Linked DNA regions of Zea mays: all the other regions are linked to region 1. The links are chromatin contacts, called in public Hi-C maps. All regions are on one chromosome and are shown on one strand. The core of a region is the stretch at or near the end of the contact, and the rest is flanking DNA. Distances in the headings are between cores, read along the strand shown.

Region 1 (3,602 bases), core at 669-3,168:
TGCTCAGCCATCTTCCTGCTAATGGTTGTCCCAAATGATCTAAGGATCATAACAGTTCCCATCGCCTACATGAAAAAATAATTAATGTGTTCTCTACCACAAGTTAGCTTGGGCCAACTTCAATACATCTGAACAAGTTCACCAATACATTGTGCCACAAGACAATAGTAAACTTGACAAGAAAACACCATCGGCACTAATAATAATTAGCAGACCCTGAATTTGCAACACATGGTAAAAAGGTAAGGAGTTTACTGAGTGTATGAAGGCTGCCTTTCCTGAACCCAAAAAAACTTAAAATATTTGAATGACATAATTGAAAAAAAAATAAATTGCACTAACCATCTGCCTCAATATCAGGCGGAGATTCTTCTATCATAGCTACAGGCTCATTGCCTTCCTCGTAGGCATCACATTCTTCAGCTTCAACTTTGCAGTTTGCTGGATCTGGCATGTATTTTCTAGATTCTGGGTCCATAAAACAGTAGTTCAAAAGTTATACGCATGATAAATTTGATAGTTGAAGATCATGCAGAACTATGAAAGACATAAGATGGGAATAAACTGGAAATTACAGCAATCAGTGAAAGAAAATGAGATAGTAAATTGCCAAGGCATGATGGTCAGCACAAAAAAATATCACTAATATAGATCAGCATCCTTATCAGTTGCCTGATATTTGGCTATGGCTTCAATCACATTTTTTGGGTGTTGGATCGATCCAACAGCCAAGATATGCACCCCCTTGACACTCTCCCTTCTTTATCTTCTTCCTCGCTCCTTTCCTCTTCCTCATTTACAACCGATGCAGCAATAGCCAAAGAGATTACATCCCAAACTTGCAAGCTTTGTTCGGTCGCACAGGCTGGTCTTGAGTGTGTTGTTCATATGTTCATGATTATGTAAATCATATTACAGGCATTGATCAAGGTAGGGCATACAAATAATTAGTTTGCACAAACCAAATGCAGAGATGAATGACATCGTGCCAATACAGCAGAACATATCACCCACAGCCAAGTGTCAATTGCAATAATTATCCCCACTAATTTCCACCACTTGGTCATTTCATTGGTAACAGATTGCTTAGTAAATGATAATCTGAATTGCCACTACGCCAACTCAAAGGATTGAAAAAGAGAACCACAATCCCACATTTCACAGCCTCGATTAAAACAAAAAGTGCCTTCACAACACTTGGGGCTAGTTTGGGAGTCAGGGAATTGGAGGGGAACGAGGGGGGCTAAAATACCCTTCCTATTTTGAATAGAAAGGGGGGATTTTAGCACTTGAGGCCGAAGGCTTTAGTAAAGCCCGAGCACATGGTAAGGTCAAATCAAATCACCTCAAAAGTTCCAGAGAACGCATGGAATAATTCAATTCAAACAACCAACCACTGTCTTTCCCCAGTTTGGAATCCACAGCCAATTCGCAAATTCTAGGGAATATGAAAAAAAAAAAGATAATCAGAAATCCTCTCTCACCTTTGTCGCGTCGGAGCTCCTCCCGTCGTCGCTTGCGGTGGCACGCCCAGTCGGCAAGAGATGAGCACCCCTCGCCGGTGGCGCCCTTGGCCCCGAGGGCGTCATCCCCAGCGACGATCTCGATCCGCAACACCCGGTCAGAGAAGTTGACCGAGTTGAAGGCGAACTCAAAGCTCGGGCCCCCACTCGCCGGCGAGAAGTCCGGGTCCATCCCCGCCTCCTCGAACCAATCAGCTACGCGCGTCCCCACGCCTCACGTCACCTCTGAAGTCTGAAGTACAGCCGCCTAAGGGGCCATTGACAGGATAGACGGAGGCCCCAGCTAAACCTAGCAAGGCTTCGAAAAGGAAACCGCGATACGGGAGCGAGAGCGAGCGAGGTGTGACCGTGTCCGTGTGGAGTTTGCCTGAGGCGGAGACGAACAAGAACACGAGAAGCGGAGACGTGGAGGGGTAGCGTCGTGATATAGAGAAATCTGGGGGTGTTTAAACGGGAAGAAAAAGGACAGCTGAACAAGACAGAGTAAATTCGTACCCTCCGGTGGGGACAGGTAGATAAATACACTTCACGCACTTCACGAAGTAGAAATTCGTACCCTCGAAGTAGAAATTCGTACCCTCCGTGGTGTTTGGTTCCAACCTCTAAGTTTTAGTGAGTCATTTTTTGTTTTGAAAATACTAAACGGGAAGACTAAAATAGATCTTTTAAATAGGATTTCTATAGACTAAAGTTTAGTCTTAAATTTTAGGAGTGTAATTAAAGAAATCATTAGTACAAATATGGTTTAAAACATGTCAGACTTGATTTTAATGTATTTTTAGATATTTTTGTCCTGCTATGCGTATGTGCACATACAAAAGATAAAAAGACGCATAAGGACAAAAATATTTAAAATGACACTGAATTAAGTTAATTTGACGTGTTTTGAGTTCTATTTTTGTGAATCTAATGTTTGAAATAACAAAAGTATGTTAAGGTTCTCTTTGAAATCTCTAGTGCTGATAGTTAGCTGCTAAAATTAGTTGTGAAGATGCGAAACACCCGAGCTGAGACCTCAACTTATTGGTAACTAACTATCCACAAACGATTAGGTTATTAGTTGGTTTAATCTAGTAAACAATTTGTTAGCAGGCTAAGCTTTAGAGGTTTCAAACAGAGTCTAACTAAAAAAACCTTTGATTATTACGGTAAGAAAGGTACATATACATCTTTTATTTGGGTTACAGTTACTATTCAGATTTTAGATCGAAGAAATATATTTAGATTGAGATTTCTAGCTATCTATATTACCTCATGACAGAGACTCGTTATTTTAGTAAGATATTTAAGAAAAGATGGGCAAAAAATATGATAAAATATTGGTACTTCAATATTATATTTATTTATTTATTATTTGGCATAGAAGGATAGTTCCAACAATAGATGGTTCCTCTAGAATTCAATGAGTTGTTATATAGACCAAAAATGTGATATGTCACAAGACTTAATGAAGAAGAAAAATAGGAAATCATTTTCAAACTGAAAATAGAAGCAAATATAAGTTGTTTGAGATGTTAGAGTGACCACCAATCTTAATGGAGATGTAGGAAAATATTTCAGATGCTTCGAGGGCCTGAGGCAATGTGACCTTTTTATCTCCCCTTATATTCAACTTGGTGGTTGATGCCATGGTTTGTCTACCATTTTAGAGAGCTTTTGGGAAGGGGGTATATCAATGGAGTAACTTATCATCTCGCTGGGGCGAGCCTAAATAACTTGGAATACATTGATGATACAGCTTTGTTCATCTAAAACTTAGGAAGAGATATTGCAAATCTTAATGGTGTGTTTGGTTTATGGAGTCACTGTATGCTTCATGAGGTGACGCATCATAAGTTCATTCCATCAATTTTGGTGGAATCAACCCACTCCTCATGTATATACTAATTATTAGCTTATGAGGAATGGGGTAGTGATGGATCAACCCATTCTATTCCATAAACCAAATAAAAAAGTGAGGAGTGAGAAGAAGATGGATCACTTCATTCCTCAAACCAAACACTTTGTAAATTTCTTCAGTTCTGCTTTGAAGAGGTTTTGGGTATACAGATTAACTACCCATAGGTGCATACAATTAGG
Region 2 (4,009 bases), core at 1,127-3,626, 270 kb after region 1:
GACGTTGAACCGTTGGTGTTGTCCATGCAAGGCCAATCTCTTCTGTCCCAACTAAATACCGATCAGAGACATGTCTATGATACCATTATCGGTAGAGTTCTATACATTTAGCAGACTCTGTCCCAACTGGATCCCAACCTTCATCAATTTCGTCTGCGCGGGCTGCATCCAAGTCTACGTCAGCAGACTCTGTCCCAACTGGAGGTACCTCTTTTCAGACACCACAGAGCACCAAAAGCTACAGCAAGGATAAGGTAACCCATGCTTTCGAACACTCAATACATTTGTTGTTGCCACCAACTCAGGTTGCCTTACAGACTATGCACTTCGATGTAGCGTGCAAGGTCGCCAACGCCACTCTCAAAAGGTGGGTCCTCAGCTACCAGACAGGTTGCGAGGAAGATATTAGGAGGCTCAGCTGATAAAACTGGTGATGGCCATGACTTGGCTTCTGGCATTGCTGATTCTAGGTACAGCCTCTGCCTCTCTGTGCCTTCTTGCTTCCATTCCTGTTGTTGCTTCCATTCCTGTCGTATGCTGGGCCAACAGTAACTCGTATGCTTCCATTCCTGTCGTTCCAGACTCAAGTAAAAACAATCCAGAAACCCTGCAACATAGTGGACATGTATCATCTGATGTTTTCTAGGCCAAACGCCATATTTGTAGGAAAGTTGGGTTGGTAATGGAACTGCCCATTACTTTTAGTTATGCTGCATGACAAAACAATCTCAATTTAAAACTGCCAAACCTTAAACCTACCACGAGTTTAGTCATTGGAAAACTATAACAAGGGTGATAATAGCATAAAACATACCTGTGCAAAGAGCTCGGAAGTTCTCTATAGGAAAACAAGTTGTAGGGGCATTAGTTTTCTCTTATCTCATGAGAAGATAGTTTTGAATAGTTAACAATAAGTTCATAATACCTGCTGTCTTAGGAACAGTCTTCCCAAAAAGCCCCATGACAATCCGACCTATGAAAGCTGCTGAAGATTTTCTAAGCACTGGTGAGAGAGACCAAATAGCTAGACATCTAAAGTGGCCCTATTGCTCCATCGTACGCCGTAGCGTGCTGATCTGACTATCTGACATTGAGAAAGCGAGAGGGTGGCGCAACAAACCTGCGGGCTTGCTGTCAATCTCGACATCGAAGTAGACCTTGTGGGTAACCTCCGTTAGGTCCTTCTTAGCCTAACAAATCAGCAGCCAGACACAACGGTTAGTTGCTTGGATCCCGATCCAACAATCCAATCAAACAGAAACTAGCGCGAGCGTCTGAAACAGTCACATCTGCTCCTTGATTGACCAATGTAAGAACTTAAGCCACAAAATATTACCCCAACTTCTTACTCATTTAGCAAAAAAAGTATTTTTATCTGGAACTTGTTGCCTTTGCTGAATATAGCTCTGGGCAGAGCCAAAAGTACTTAGCCAGTGAACAGTTTCCTCTATAGGCAGTTACATAATCATATATTTCTTGCCTAAGTAAACTGTCTAAGGCTATTGGTTTGCGATCAAGACCCTGTTTGTGTAGCCTTGAGGTTGTATACATGTGCTTAATATCTTTCTTTGGTATAACATTAACTTCAGAGACCCCGCGCATAATATTTATGGAACTTTATACTCACATTCTTATATTTGTTTGCAGCCTTAACAAACCTGCAGTCTGAACACGTCACAGATGATGTCTTGCCTTTTGTGGATGTACATCTTGGTCATCTCTGTTTATCGCTTTTGTGGATGGATTGTTCAGCTGGCTTTAGTAGATGGAATGGGTCTGCACTTGTAGCTGCGTAATGTTTGTGCCTAGCTGTCTGGATTGTGCCAGCCAAGAGTTGGCTCTAGGTACCTTGTAAATAGCTCTGGTTTAGTTGCATGTCCCCCACTGTATCGACTAGCCGTAAACTTGGACCATGTAATCTTATTATGTACCAATTTCCAGCTAAAACAAGCCTCAACGTCATACTATGGTGCACGTTTAAGTGCGGTGCTACAACTTTAATGTGAATTATTTTCGAGATAATCGTGTTCTATGTTCTGTTGAGTATCTGTTTTCTCTCTCTGAACTAAACAATTTAGTTTGAGATTTAGTCATCCTCTATTTAATTTGATTATAGCGTGTATAACTGTGTATTCATATTTTCCCTATGCTAGATAGGGCGCCCGAAGGGGCGCCGGCTGATCTAGTATTTTATATGCCGCCTGCGCTGCTGCGCCGCTGGCTGCCCGGCTGCCCCCTCACCTCGCGTGCTCGATTCCCATCTCCCCCCTCCCTGCGCACAGCCGCACACCAGTACCACCAACACCATTCAACAGACGCCGCCGCCGCCGCCGCCGCCCCTCATCCCTGTCCCGTCCCGTCCCGCGCGCGGCCGCCGCATCCGTCCGGGCCTCCTCGTCTCCCCAGCCCCGCTGCCGCCGGTGAGCTACGCCTCCTCCTCGCTTTCTCCTCCCTTTCCTTCCTTCCTGTGCTGTTTGGCGCCTCCTCCTCTCTTTATCTTTGGATTCGGCGCTGAAAATTCGATGGAGGGAAACGCCTTGGCTCTCGGGATGCCCGCGGATGCTACTTGTGCGTGCATGCGTTGCAACTCTGGCACCGATTCCGTTCCTTCCTTGCGGCGGCGGCGGAAAAACAGGAGCTTCTCCATCCTTCCCTTCGTTCGTGCTCTTCTTCTTGTTATTCCGTTTATCGGTCTGGCGCAGAAAGAAACAAGAGATGCGATCTAGTCTGCTACCGGAGTCCCCGTACGTACCCAGTGCTCCGCGGCTTCGGCAGGGGTGCTGCTGGCTGCAGACGCTGATCTGTATCCACCGGCCACCGCCGTTCGTGTTTCTCCATGTAAACGGTGGAGGATTTTGTGTCTGTTGGCTGCTGCTTCCAATGCGCTCCACGAGAGACGAGACCCTCTCTGCCAGTTCCCTTGTGTTTCAAAACAGAGCTCGAGTTCAAATTGCTTATTTAGTTTCCTTTTTCTCTTCTTACTTATTGACAACTTGTTCACAGGGTTCATCAGCAGAAGCTGCTTGCTCCGCCGCCGCCGCCCTCTTCCTCCTCTACTGGTACGCTCGCTCACTTGCATCGGTTTCTTCTCTTCCCACGCTTCTATTCAGAGCATAACAGTTGCTAATCCCCTTGTTGCGCTAGCTTAATCTTAGATTTTGCTTCGGGGTTCGGCTCAATTTCGTCGGATGGATATCGATTGGGGTCGTCAGGAGGGCGTTCGCGAGCGGCATGCGCCCCGACAGCTTAATTTTGCTTAATCTTAGATTTTGCTTCGGGGTTCGGCTAAATTTCAGGCGTGCCCATGAAGCCATTGGGGTCGTCAGGAGGGCGTTCGTGAGCGGCATGCGCCCCGACAGCTTCAAGGCGGTGCAGGTGCTCACAGCGTGCGCCCGCGTCGCGGATCTAGAGACCGGGGAGGCCGTGTGGAGGGCGGCACAACAGGAGGAGGGGGTCACGGAGAGCGTGTTCGTGGCGACCACGGCGTTGGACCTGTACGTCAAGTGCGGGGAGATGGAGAAGGCTAGGGCAGTGTTTGACGAGATGAAGAACAAGGATGCGGTGGCCTGGAGCGCGATAGTCAGAGGGTACGCCTCCAACGAACATCCTCGGGAGGCTCTAGACCTTTTCTTCGCGATGGAGGTGGAGGGAGCGAAGCCGGATTGTTACACGGCGGTCGGGGCGCTCTCAGCGTGCACGAGGTTAGGTGCATTGGATTTGGGATGACAGGCGGTTGAAATAGTGCACTAGGATGAGGTCCTTGACAACCCAGTCCTGGGCACTGCACTGATCAATATGTATGCTAAGTGTTGGAGCACAAGAGAGGCATGGATGGTGTTCCAGCAGATGTTGGAGAGGGACATCATTGTTTGGAATGCGATGATCATGGGGCTTGGCATGATTGGCCACGAGAAGATTGCATTTGTGCTTGTTGGCCAGATGAAGAACTCGGGTGTGAAGCTGAATGATAATACCTTCATTGGATTGCTCTGCAGCTGCACACATACTA
Region 3 (4,177 bases), core at 1,258-3,757, 300 kb before region 1:
ACTCAAATGTAACATCTTCAAACTGCATAGCATAGGACAACATGAGTTATTAATCAGCCAAATGAACCAAATACATAATGTAATAGAGAAATAATGACCTTCTCTGGCAAGCAATAACCATGATCAATTGGAATCAGCTTGTAGTTGCCACCTTCTCCCTCCTTGCACACTAGAATATTCCCAGCATGACGATCAGCATTAGCTAACCTAATATCTAGTACTGCTATTTTGTGAACCTCCTTGACAGGAAAAGATCGAGGACCCATATCTTCAGTGCTTCCATTGTTCTCCATGAACATCTGCAGTGAACCAATCTTGAAGCTCTTCCCCCTATGTAAGGTTCGGACCAATGTGGTGGGAGGCACACCAGAAAACCCAACACTGTGACCATATTTACTATCACTAACTGGATGGTCGAGAATATAAGCTGCAACCTCCCTGAATGCACCTTCCCCTACAATTGTTCCCCTCTTCATCCCCTCGCCGTCTGTGGACACAGGAACGCCCCTTGGGTTGTTTTTGGCCATGGGTTCCTCATCAATAGGCTTAAACACAGCAACATTCTTCTGGCCTGTTGCATCTCGCATGAAATAAACACCTCCTGAACCTTCAGCTGACATCACAGGCAGGTGCCCTTTCTCCAGTCCAGCTATGGTTGAATTTATCATCTTCATCACTTCACATGACAGCTTTGCTTTTCGGTTAACTATTGGTTCAACAGGGGCAGGCCTAACCCCAACTGAGTTTGCGGAGTTCACTGAGCCAGCTTCATTTTGCAGGTTGCCTTTCCCCTGTGGATTGACAACTGTAACCAAAGTATCTCCATCAACTTGTTGTGTCCATACCTTTGCTGGTTTGCGGATGAATAAATGAATCACAGCATCATCCCTCCTGCTAATATCAGCTATCAGCTGGTTGTCCTCAAGCTCCTCACCATCATATTCAAGCTTGTGATCCTCAAGATTACCAATATCCTCATCACCCTCTGCTTCAAGCTTATTCTTGAGAAACTTAACATTGCGGCTCTGGTCCACCTGAAACTGAAACTTCCTTCCAGTTGCAGTCTCAATGTTAATCACACGTAGATCTGATAGTCGAATAACAAGATGCAGAACATTTCCCTCGGCCAGCCCATAATCCTTGACTGGGGAGTTGTTTCTTGCCAGCTCATGCCCATCCAGCACAAGCCTCTGCTTCGTCGCCACAAAGCCCTTGAACTGCTGGATGCGCAGCTTGACAGATGCAATAGACTCAGATCCCAGCACGCTCATGGGCATGGGTGGCATACCCGGCACAGCAAGGAAAATAAGAATGGAATCCTGCAGTTGTGACCCAGATGAGCAGTGCTGTGACCGGCTGCCATTGAAGCAGATGGGCAGGAAGGCAGGGTCTTCTGGAACTGGCCCCAAGACAATCACACCTGCCGACGACATATTCACAGGGTGACAGCTACTAAGGAAACCCGAGATTCGTCACCAGCTGCTATCACTATTATTTACACTAAATCTACAAAGTAAGATTCTGGAAACTACAATTCGTGCGCCATGGAGACAGAAATCCAAGAGTTCCTCCCTTCCAAATCCAGGACGGAGGAAAACCTAAGAGGCACAGAACAGCAACCGAGATTACAATCCCATCTTGTGTTCAAATAAAAATCAAATCTGCACAAAACTTGGAAAACCTTCAGTTAACTGGGTACAAAATAAACAGATGATAGGTGAAACGGGTGAGGTGCGTACCGGGATTGATGGGATTGGGGGGAAAGTGTCACAGAACAGTCATTTCGACCTGCTGATGGTCCATTCCCAATCGCGTAACGGATGCTGCGAGCCTGCGACGGTCTGATCATTTGGAGCGATGGGTCAGGAATTTACTCAAATCCCCAGTAAATTGTAACCAAAAGTCAGTGAAATTGCTCACCGAAGGCAACAAAGCATCCGCTGCCCCCTTTTCCTCGATTGGGGGGAGCGCACCAAAGGGCCGGTTCCTTCAACCCTCAGCCCGGATGGGGCTGTAGCCCCACGGATTCCTTCCCTCCCGGCACAAACCTGCAGCATCACATCTCAGATCAGATCACCCCAATCGATTCAAACCCCAAACCCCGGAGCAAAATCCAAGAGAAGTTACAGCGAAACGCGCAGGATAAACTCGTGCGCTCAACCGAGGACGAGAAGCAACTCACCACGCCCGAATTAGAGAAATAATAACCCGATTGGGGGAGCACACCAAAGGGCCGGATCCTTCAACCCTCAGCCCGGATGGGGCTGCAGCCCCACAGATCCCTTCCCTCCCAGCACAGACCTGCAACATCACATCTCGGATCAGATCACCCCGACCGATTCAAACCCCAACGCCCGGCAAAACTAAATTCAACAGAAGTTACAGCGAAAATCGCATGATGAACTCGCGCGCTCAGCCGAGGACGAGAAGCGACTCACCACGCCTGAATTAGAGAAATAATAATATGTAGGCTTTCAAATCCCAAAGTCCCCAACGCCCGCTTCTTCTTGGTCCGCGGTTCACGCAGGGAAGAGAACGAGAACAAGAGAAGTTATGGTTGGTTTGTGTAGTGCACAGCAAGGAAGAAGAGAGAAATGGCAAGAAAAGAGAGGACAAGGATGCAGCGGCTGGTGGTCTTTATTCCTAGGTTGCGTTCTCATTTGACCGATGGCCGTGACGGTGACTTGCCGAGCGCGTCGCAGCTTGCCGGATTAAAGCCAGTTTTTTTACTGTCTGTAAAAACAGTAGAAATATGTATAATTTAAAGTCAAGCAAACAGGTATAAATTAAGTTTGTGTGTCGACTTGCCAAGTACGATTAGGGGTGAAAATGGAACCAATAATACGAATTCGAATGTCACGGTTTACCATATTTTAGTTTAAATTCGGATACAAATTCGAATATCTTCGATTACGAATACAAAATAGATAGTTGAATCTGAATTCTTATTCGGATATTTACTCAATTCAACTCAAACATCATACCCTAAAATTTAACATATGCATATATGGATTTTTATTTAAGTACAAGTTTAAAGATAGTAAATAGAAAGTCAAAACAAACTTAAATTAAAATAGATTTCTCGTGAACCACCGTATCCAAGTCAACAAAACTATATAAATAATATTTTAAACTATCGAAGCATGTAACAAAAGAACATGTGTTATTTAACAAGTGACATTTGTACAGATACAAGTAAATTACAATCGATATAAAATAGTAAATGTACCAAGCAAAACAAATTTGTTGTTCTAAAATGAATGAATATCATATATATAAATGTGTGTACCAAAACTTAAATGAAAACATGAAGAAAATTATCTATATATTGTAAAGTGGAGAGTTATAGTATGATGTTTGAGTTTAATTGATAACATGAAGAAATTTATCTATAAATGTGTGTACCAAAACTTAAATGAAGAAATTTATCTATATATTGTAATGTGTGTACCAAGAATGTTTATCGAACTTCGTTGAGATGTGTTCGCTCTATAGATAAAGTGGAGAGTTATAATTTAATGTTTATGAAAACTTTTGAGTTTTATTATTAAATATCACTAGAAATATAAGGTTGATAATTTATTTATTTATCATATAAATATTTTAAATGATATATATCATTTTTCTAGTATATTACTAAACTTAAAATCATTTTTAATTAGTGATTAATGATAAAGTTAAGTTTGAAATGGTTTCATGAAACACATTTTTCACGAATAGGATAGTATCGGATGTTTCATGGTTTTTTCGAATACGAATATGGAATCAGATAGAGAAAAGTACTATAAATCGAATTCGAATACATCCATTTGACATCCATATTGAAATCGAATACGAATACAGATATCCATACTAGTAGTTTTAGTGAATACGAATACGGATAACTCGGATCTCCAGACATCCATTTCCAGCCCTAATTACGATACCACGCTCTTGCGCTCCAACAATACAACTCTTGTATGCGAGCATGCTTGGAGCAACTTCAATAATTATTAAAAGATTTCCTAAATCATTAATTTAGATAGTTAACATAATAACTACTCTCTTATAGTTCTCTAAATTAACTTCCTAAATTTAGCAACTTTTCATCTAACCTAATTTTCTCTCTACATCTACCAATCATTTAGTAACTCCCTAATACCCCGTTTAGATGTAGATATTGAAACACATCATTGGG

The links. Hi-C and Micro-C count contacts between places; a contact is called where the count stands out from the background.
Region 2: a Hi-C map of endosperm shows a contact between it and region 1, with 1.8 times the contacts expected there. The contact joins the promoter of LOC100280513 here to the promoter of LOC100282557 in region 1. A contact is called at or near these places in 11 of 25 Hi-C or Micro-C datasets (bundle sheath, ear, endosperm and 4 more) and 1 of 3 datasets of contacts at active chromatin or transcription factors (leaf).
Region 3: a contact with region 1 is called in a Hi-C map of ear, with 2.5 times the contacts expected there. The contact joins the promoter of LOC100274207 here to the promoter of LOC100282557 in region 1. A contact is called at or near these places in 2 of 25 Hi-C or Micro-C datasets (ear and leaf).

Annotation. Positions count from the first base shown.
Region 1 is chr6:117,467,745-117,471,346 of Zm-B73-REFERENCE-NAM-5.0, reverse strand. It overlaps LOC100282557 (GAMYB-binding protein), which reads right to left and starts at 1,918. Exons shown (of 6, transcript NM_001155465.1): 1 at 1,485-1,918; 2 at 343-468. The coding sequence starts at 1,695.
Region 2 is chr6:117,202,484-117,206,492 of Zm-B73-REFERENCE-NAM-5.0, reverse strand. LOC100280513 reads left to right here and starts at 2,376. Exons shown (of 12, transcript NM_001370738.1): 1 at 2,376-2,420; 2 at 3,004-3,059. It overlaps LOC103629899 (a long non-coding RNA gene), which reads right to left and starts at 1,209. Exons shown (of 3, transcript XR_554702.2): 1 at 1,121-1,209; 2 at 926-973; 3 at 792-838.
Region 3 is chr6:117,765,576-117,769,752 of Zm-B73-REFERENCE-NAM-5.0, reverse strand. LOC100274207 reads right to left here and starts at 2,507. Exons shown (of 6, transcript NM_001360561.1): 1 at 2,439-2,507; 2 at 2,179-2,301; 3 at 1,921-2,048; 4 at 1,740-1,841; 5 at 99-1,598; 6 at 1-22. The coding sequence starts at 1,433.